2 separate regions of the Mus musculus genome follow, and region 2 is linked to region 1. A link is a contact called in public promoter capture Hi-C data. All regions are on one chromosome and are shown on one strand. The core of a region is the stretch at or near the end of the contact, and the rest is flanking DNA. Distances in the headings are between cores, read along the strand shown. Region 1 overlaps Abcb11 (ATP-binding cassette, sub-family B (MDR/TAP), member 11). Region 2 overlaps Lrp2 (low density lipoprotein receptor-related protein 2).

Region 1 (3,942 bases), core at 947-3,446:
CTTCTTAGAATTGGGAACAAAACACCCATGGAAGGAGTTACAGAGACAAAGTTTGGAGCTGAGACAAAAGGATGGACCATCTAGAGACTGCCACACCCGGGAATCCATCCCATAATCAGCCTCCAAATGCAGACACTATTGCATATGTCAGCAAGATTTTGCTGAAAGGACCCTGATATAGCTGTCTCTTGTGAGGCTATGCTGGGGCCTGGCAAACACAGAAGTGGATGCTCACAGTCATCTATAGGATAGACCACAGGGACCCCAATGGAGGAGCTAGAGAAAGCACCCAAGAGCTGAAGGGATCTGCAACCCTATAGGTGGAACAACAATATGAACTAACTAGTACCCCCAGTGCTCGTGTCTCTAGCTGCATATGTAGCAGAAGATGGCCTAGTCGGCCATAATTGGGAAGAGAGGTCCCTTGGTATTGCAAACTTTATATGCCTCAGTACAGGGGAACATCAGGGCCAAGAAGTGGGAGTGGGCGGGTAGGGGAGTGGGGTGGGGGTATGGGGGACTTTTGGGATAGCATTTGAAATGTAAATGAAGAAAATACCTAATAAAAGAAAAAAGAAAAAAAAGAAAGCTTCTGCACAAAAGGGAGCACTCCCAGAGAGGAGAAACTATAGAGTGGGCAGAGAAAGTTTCCCACGTATCCATCCGATAAAGAAATAATAGCTAGGATATAAAAAGAACTGTAAAAAATCAATCTACCCAAACCAAATCATCTAAACGATAAATGAGCTAAAGTCTCCATTTATCAACAGTCCCCAAAGAAGAAATGTAAATGGCAAAACACACTTGAAATATACATTTGACACCCCTAGGTAGGAGAGAAAGGCAAATTAAAGATGCTCTGAAAGACCGTATTACCCAGTCAGAACGTCCAACATTGAGAGCATACATGACATCATAGGCTAGAGAGGCTGTAGGGAAAGAAGAATCCTTTTTCACTGCTGGTAAGAATGTAAATTGGGCACCCACTATGGAAATCAGCATAGAATTTCCTTTTCAAAAAGGAAGAGAGAGAGAGAGAGAGAGAGAGAGAGAGAGAGAGAGAGAGAGAGAGAGAGAGTCAGCAGCACCATTCTTTGGTGTCTCCATAACTGAAGTCAGCATACTACAAGAGAGTCTTTCGTGGCTATGTTTACTGTGGTACTAGTCATAGTAGCTAGGAAATAGAAACTAATTTAGTTGTCCACCAGATAGTTTGAACCGCACTGAAATATTCATCTTTGTGGCACAGACTCCAAGCAACTTTGTTTTTAACTCATTATTTTAAAGAGCAATGTGAAAACATTCAAAGACTAGCTGGTTTCCATGATGCCTTATCCGTTGCTATTCTCTTCCATTCTTTTGTTTAATATAAGAAATAGGTGGTAAGGAAAGTTTCAGAAGAGGATTTAAAAAAAAAAGAGGACAAATGTCTTTAATTCCCTTATCTGTCTTATTTCTGCACCTGCCAGCACTGGAAAGAAAATGCCATTTTGTGGTGTTATTTGTTTGCCTGTTTGTTTTGAGACAGACTCTCCCTATGTAGCCCAGGCTGGCCTCCAGTGAACTTACTATCTGCCTGCCTCAACTTCCTCAGTGTTGGGATTACAGGTGTGAACCACTATGCCTGACTGAAATGTCACCCACTGAGTTGCTGTCCCGATATTGCATATTTTCTTTTTGTTTAATGCATATCCTGTATTCAGTTAGGTGCACCTTCTGTGTCCTAGGCTCCTGTAGGGACATGTGTAATTCCAGTCTTCTCATCCACAGGACAACTTCCAAGGGAAGATTGATTTTATCGACTGTAAATTTACATATCCTTCTCGACCTGATATACAAGTTCTGAATGGACTGTCGGTATCTGTGGATCCTGGGCAGACGCTGGCATTCGTTGGGAGCAGTGGGTGTGGTAAAAGCACCAGCATCCAGCTGTTGGAACGGTTCTACGATCCCGATCAGGGAACGGTGGTAAGTGGGGCAAGACTTCTGAGAACAAGGAGAGCGTTGTTTTCTACGTAAGATCTGCCCCCAAGTGGTCTCCCAGGCCACACCTTGCCAGACTAAAAAAAAACGTTTGCGTTGGACACTTACCCCTGTGGCTATTTTCCTTTCGGTCACCTGCTGAGTGACCTCATTCTACCCCGCAGCTTCTAACAGCATATTCTTCCCAGTTCCAGATGTCCTGCTGACCAGTTAGGCAAGAAAACTGGGCACATGGCAAAGCTGGAGTTGAGAGTATTTGAGAGACGGTCACTTACCCGTAAATGGAGCAGAAAGTGCAGACTAATCAGGAAACTAATGGCTAGGGATGGAAAAAGTGGGGTGACAGGGGACACAATGAGAAGGAAGCAAGACAAGGAAGCAGGCATGAACGGCTTGACACAATCCTGGTCGGAGAAGCTCACGGTTGACTGATAGATAAACTCAACTTGACAAAGCCTTGGCAGGGATAGTTGACGCACTGGTGATAGAATTCATTGTTTACTCTTCTAAGTCCTTCTTTCTCTCTTTTCCTGTTTTATTTTTTTCCCCTTTCTTCTTAGGTAATATGTTCACAAGGCTGTATAATCAAATAACAAAGACTTTTAATTAAAAAAGTATGATTTCTCTGGAGTTCTTTGCTCAAAGGCTCTTAACCACTTCATGTTTTGAACTCTCCCAGTAAATAGGAGTAAAAATAGGAGTAAAAAATAGGAGTAAAAAAAAACCTCCTATGTCCCGAAATCTGTTTTTCTGTTCTCCTGATTTAACTGGACTCTCTGCTGATTTGTTTTTAAGAAGTAAAAAGTCGGCCATTGAGACTCTTCTCTCTTCTACCTGCTTCCCCCCACATACCCCAGTCCCTTTACAATAATACCCTGTCTGAATTTCCTGAATAGTGTGAACTTCACTGCAAGAGACATGCTGAGAGAAAGGTGAGGTTCTCCTGCATAGAGCAAAGAAAAAGAAGCAGGCAGATATCAGTAGAATCCAGGAGGGTATGCAAAGGAGGGGTAGGGATTGATCTGCCTGTGGTCCATTGCCATTGCTGTTATTGATTGTAGGTGTGAAGATTTTAAAGTGCTTGAAAGGTCTTGGTGATGGGTAAACCTAGGAAGTGCATTGTCCTAGAGATCTGACCCATTCAAAGGAGAGGGCTCAGGTTCTCAAAGCCATCAGCTCTGTCATGTCTATTGTCCAGGGTGATTGTAACCTGCTGCAAGACCAACCCACCATGTTGGATCTTTCCAGCATCATCATGTCTGCTAAGTGTGTTTCTCTGAATGCACACACTGAATGCTCCGGTGACCAGAAGAAAGCAATCATTCTATGATGTCTTGCATTTAAGAGCACAGTACACTTTGTAAGCTCATTGTAAAATGGATCTGTGAATACTATAAATAGGAAAATGCTGATTTCATCAATTTTTTAAAAATCCTCTTTGCTTTTTGACAGGATACTGAATGCAGGTATTGTAAGTCTGATATTTAATTAGGTATCTATGGTGTGTCCAGTACTGTCTATGGGAGATGCTTCAGGAACATGGAACATATTTTGTTTCCTAGATGGTTATTATATAGCACATATACAAGAATTAGAAAAAATTCAGCTTCTGGGTAACTATTAGGTTGTATTTTGCAGAAATAGGTATTATGGGAAATACTTCAGGCTGGATATGATCTAACTCTAAGTGACCTCTGCTTTACCCCTACCCCTTAAAAATAGTGTTTGGTTATCCATTGTTTAGAAAGTATCTAAAAATACGTCCTGATCACATTATTTAAAATAGCCTTTTTTTTTTTTCCTGAACTCATACAAATACTTTACAGCAAATAAGTTAGATTTACTTTATGTTTGAGATGGACTCAGGAATTTTTTTTGGGGGGGGGGGAGGTTTGGTTTTGGTTTTGGTTTTGGTTTTTTCGAGACAGGGTTTCTCTGTATAGCCCTGGCTGTCCTGGA
Region 2 (3,942 bases), core at 970-3,469, 200 kb before region 1:
CTAGAATACCAAGTGCCGTATCACGTGATCTGCCTTCCCTCCTCACCACTGCTTTGCCATAGCATATGAATAACCTTGATCTCCTGACTGCTAAGCTGATGCCAAGTATTTTCAGCTTTTGATTTGGAAAGATCCTACTTCTCTCATCATTCCATATTACTCAGAGTAATTAATTTTGCAGCCACCAACGAGTCTCCGAGTCTTAACACAACAAAGAGTTCTTTCTCGTGTGTATAAAGGGCCGTGCGGCTGGCTCAGCGTCCATCATGGTACTAGCCACCGGACACACCTGACTGCCAAGGTTATAACCCCAGCGTAGGAGACAGTGTGAAGGCACATGGGCTTTGGATTGCTTTAGTCCAAGGGTGACATATGTCACTTCCAATACACAGCCCAATGACTAGAACTAGTCACTAGCTGCAAGGGAGCCAGGGAAAAGTGGGGAAACGTGTATTTATCTGTGAGTGGACAAGTGAAGCATTCTGCTTTGATGAGGAAGAGTTTTGACTTTACCTCGTTCTTAAATTGCAGGTAGAAAACCAACACACAAACCTTGCACAGACACCGAATACAAGTGCAGCAATGGGAACTGCGTCTCGCAGCACTATGTGTGTGATAATGTGGACGACTGTGGAGACCTTTCTGATGAAACTGGTTGCAGTAAGTGAACAGTTCCTTTTATATTTCACTATGACAAAATAACCAGACTCTCAAATGACCCAGATGGGCCTCAAACACTGTGTCGTCAAGGATCACCTACAAGTTCTAATTCTCCTGCCTCCACCCCCAAGTGCTAGGATTAGAGGTGTGTACCATCATGTGTGGCTCTTTCTTTTCCTCTAAGTAGGAGGAAGACTTTGGGTTGGAAGAGATTAACATAACCAAGGGATGGATTTGGTTCATTTGGAATGGTTGAGGCTATATTAGTAGCTCATACCTTTGGTATCCCTTCCTAGCTCGTATGCACACTATCTAATTGTTACTGCCCCAATGGGTGGCTGGGATTGTCTACCTCCATACCGATGCTCTCGAAGTTTAAGTCACTCGCTGAGGAGCAAAGAGAGTAACAGAAGCAGAAATTAAGTATCTATGGAACTCCAGGCAAGGAGAGTGGCCTCCGGTGCCCTCAGGCACCTGTTGTGCTATTTTTGACACAGTCTGACCTCTTTCAATCAGCCAACTAGCTACTGTGTGTATGTGTACCCAGGCATGCCATAGTCTATGTGCCTCTGTGTGTGTACAGCAGAGTACAATTGTATGGTATGGTTCTTTCCTTTCATCTTTCCATAGGCTCTAGACATGGAACTCAGGTCGTCCCAGTGGCCTCTGAGGGAGCTCTTTAAACACTGAGAGCGTGTAACTGGTTATGTGTTTTCAACTCCTTGGGTATTACATGACTGCCGCCTGCATTGCCCCCACCATACATACCCCAGGCATCCAGAAGACTTTTTGATAGTTACTAACTGATCACACTGACTTGGCTTGCCACTAATCTCACCCTTTCAGAGGGACTTGGAGTGCTTGTCAAAATGAAGTGACTTTATTAAGCTTTGGATACAATTTGGTAAGCCAGGTGGCAGATCTCTACACAGAGACTGGTATGTAAACAGCTTTAGGAGGCTCAAGATTTTCCAAGTTTGACTTGGGCTAACTGAGGCTTTCTCTTGTTGCCTGTGCCTGTATTTAGAGCAATACTTTCTATTCAAGTGGACTTTCACTGAAAGATGGTTTAGTTAAAGGAAATAAGCAGTGTAGCATTAACTTCTTTTTAGATGTGATACGGAATTCAGATATGGGCTTGTCATTCGACAGAGGTGTAGAATTCTTTTTCTTTATCTTCCTCTTTATTTTATTTCAAAACAGGGTCTCACTATGTAGCCCTGGGTGTCCTGGAGTTCACTATGTAGACCATAGTGTCTTTGAACTCACAGAGGTCCACCTGCCTCTCCTTCCCACGCACTGGGATTAAAGGCATGCTCAACTAGGTGTAAAATTATTTATAATGCCACTGCTGGGGTCCCCAGGCCCATCACCTTCTTTCATCTTGGTCCCTCACTACCTCCCCATCTCTTCCTTCCTTTACATTCCATATCATTGAATACAATGAGACAGATAGGGCTTCTAAAAAAATTAAGATGCGCATCATGACCCTTTGGAATACAGACTGAAATCATTGCTTATGCATCACGTGTATGTGACACACGCATCCCTCGAATGTGAGTGTGCTCAGAGCACCCAAACCCAGTTCAGTCATGGGATGACATGTAAATTTTCCTAGCACCATTCAATCATAAAGGAAATTATAAAGCTGAAGTCAGGCTACAGATAACATTTCTGTAATTGTAAAGGTAGAGTAACTTGCTATTTCTGTGATATTTCTATTCCTTTTTTTCTTCTTCTTTTTTTTTTTACATATATATAAGCTGGAAGCTAGAGAGACTGTCTTATAAACAGAGAGCCATATGCTTATGTTTGTAGAAGCTGGTTGCTAGGCAACTGCTCTGACACTAAGCTGCATGCCTAGCCTTAATGTCACTGTTCCGTGGATTAAGGTGATGGCTAGATGTTCCTGGTCTTCAAATGAAAGAAGTTGTATGGAAATTTTCCATTCTAAATGTTATCATAGATCTGCTCCTGTTAAGGTCTCTTACTTTGGAAGATTAATGATTCACTCAAGGGAGATCTTTCTGCATTCCGGACCTCTTAATCACAAAGTCCAGTGGTAGAGTTAAGAGAATAGTTCACTGTAGAGATACTATGGCATTGGAAAGAGGATCACAACAAGCTTGCCAATATATGAAAAAATTCCTAGAGACACTGAAACCTTCTCGAGAAGAATTAGAAAACTTGGGGAGGTTTATTTATTTTTAAATAGATCGATATTGGCAGCTCAGACTTCTAAGTTTTCATGACTGTAATTTTCAGGCAGTGGTAAACTGAGTGGCATTCTCCTACTCTTGAAACTCAATGTTCTTAGTCTATCCTAAATATATAGATGAATAGCTTTATTATGCCATAAGAAATAGAAGTTTCCTTTAGCTAAAATAATAACAAGCCTGTGACTGAAACACGTTTCATCTGAAAGGTAGACGAGGCTTAACTCCTGAGGCAAAAGCTGCTCACCACTTCCTTATCTAGCCCCAGCTTCTTCAGCTTCTCCGAACGACCTGAGTTTGGGAGTAGATGACAGAGGATGAAAGAAAGCTGGCAATGACAGGAATTGGTGACTTGTAGAGATTGCCAGGGACAAGATCATCAGGCAAGAAAGAGAAAAGTAGAATTTGGACAGACTCCAAACTGTGAGGAATCTATCCTGGATAATCTAGACCCAGAAAATTAGGGATAAGAATAGCTATTTAGCAGGCTCCAACACAAACAAACTATTGATCATCTTTTGCTTTATTATAAAGGCAATAAAGTCTAGAGATGTTAATAAGTAGAGGCTGGGTGTAGCTCAATATCCATGTTGTAGAGTTACACGCATGTTTAGCATGTGCAAAAGCCCAAGGTTGAAGGCTCAAGGTTCAATCCCCAGCACCAGAAGAAATGAATTTCTCTGAATCCGAAAACCAAGAAAGGTTTACTCTTTTTTGTACATTAATTTCTACATTTAATACACTATTTTAAGCAATGTAACAATCTTTTTTCCATTTGTTTTTAGATATTTCCCATAGCAAAGTATCATTTGAAGCCTTGGATCTTCATAACAACCCTTAATATAAATAATCAAAACTCCTCATTTCTGAGATATATGCTTTCTTTTATATTTTAACATGTCTCAAAATGAAGTACATCTTACAAATTATAACGTGTCATAATACAACTTATCATTTTCTGTATCACTAATGGTGTATCAGTGGTAACTTAGAGATTTAAGATAGTACAGTATTTCTTCTTCCTTAATGTTGAAAATATAATTACACTTAAAAAAAAACTATCAGT

The links. Promoter capture Hi-C pulls out the DNA fragments that hold promoters and counts their contacts.
Region 2: a contact with region 1 is called in a promoter capture Hi-C map of 3T3-L1-derived adipocytes, with 2.8 times the contacts expected there. The contact joins two enhancer-like sites. A contact is called at or near these places in 6 of 39 promoter capture datasets (the 3T3-L1 cell line, 3T3-L1-derived adipocytes, embryonic stem cells and 3 more), 1 of 484 Hi-C or Micro-C datasets (bone marrow-derived macrophages), 2 of 115 datasets of contacts at active chromatin or transcription factors (SST interneurons and a beta-TC-6 cell line) and 1 of 9 other capture datasets (embryonic stem cells).

The regions. Positions count from the first base shown.
Region 1 is chr2:69,246,740-69,250,681 of GRCm38.p6, reverse strand. Abcb11 (ATP-binding cassette, sub-family B (MDR/TAP), member 11) reads left to right here. Exons shown (of 28, transcript NM_021022.3): 25 at 1,771-1,968. Among named protein-coding and RNA genes, the nearest start is that of G6pc2, 29 kb to the right of the region's middle. Within about 2 kb of position 2,196, at least 4 of the 459 cell types and tissues checked have an H3K27ac peak or open chromatin away from gene starts, as enhancers often do.
Region 2 is chr2:69,444,833-69,448,774 of GRCm38.p6, reverse strand. Lrp2 (low density lipoprotein receptor-related protein 2) reads left to right here. Exons shown (of 79, transcript NM_001081088.2): 63 at 532-660. Among named protein-coding and RNA genes, the nearest start is that of Gm36393, 41 kb to the right of the region's middle. Within about 2 kb of position 2,219, at least 13 of the 459 cell types and tissues checked have an H3K27ac peak or open chromatin away from gene starts, as enhancers often do.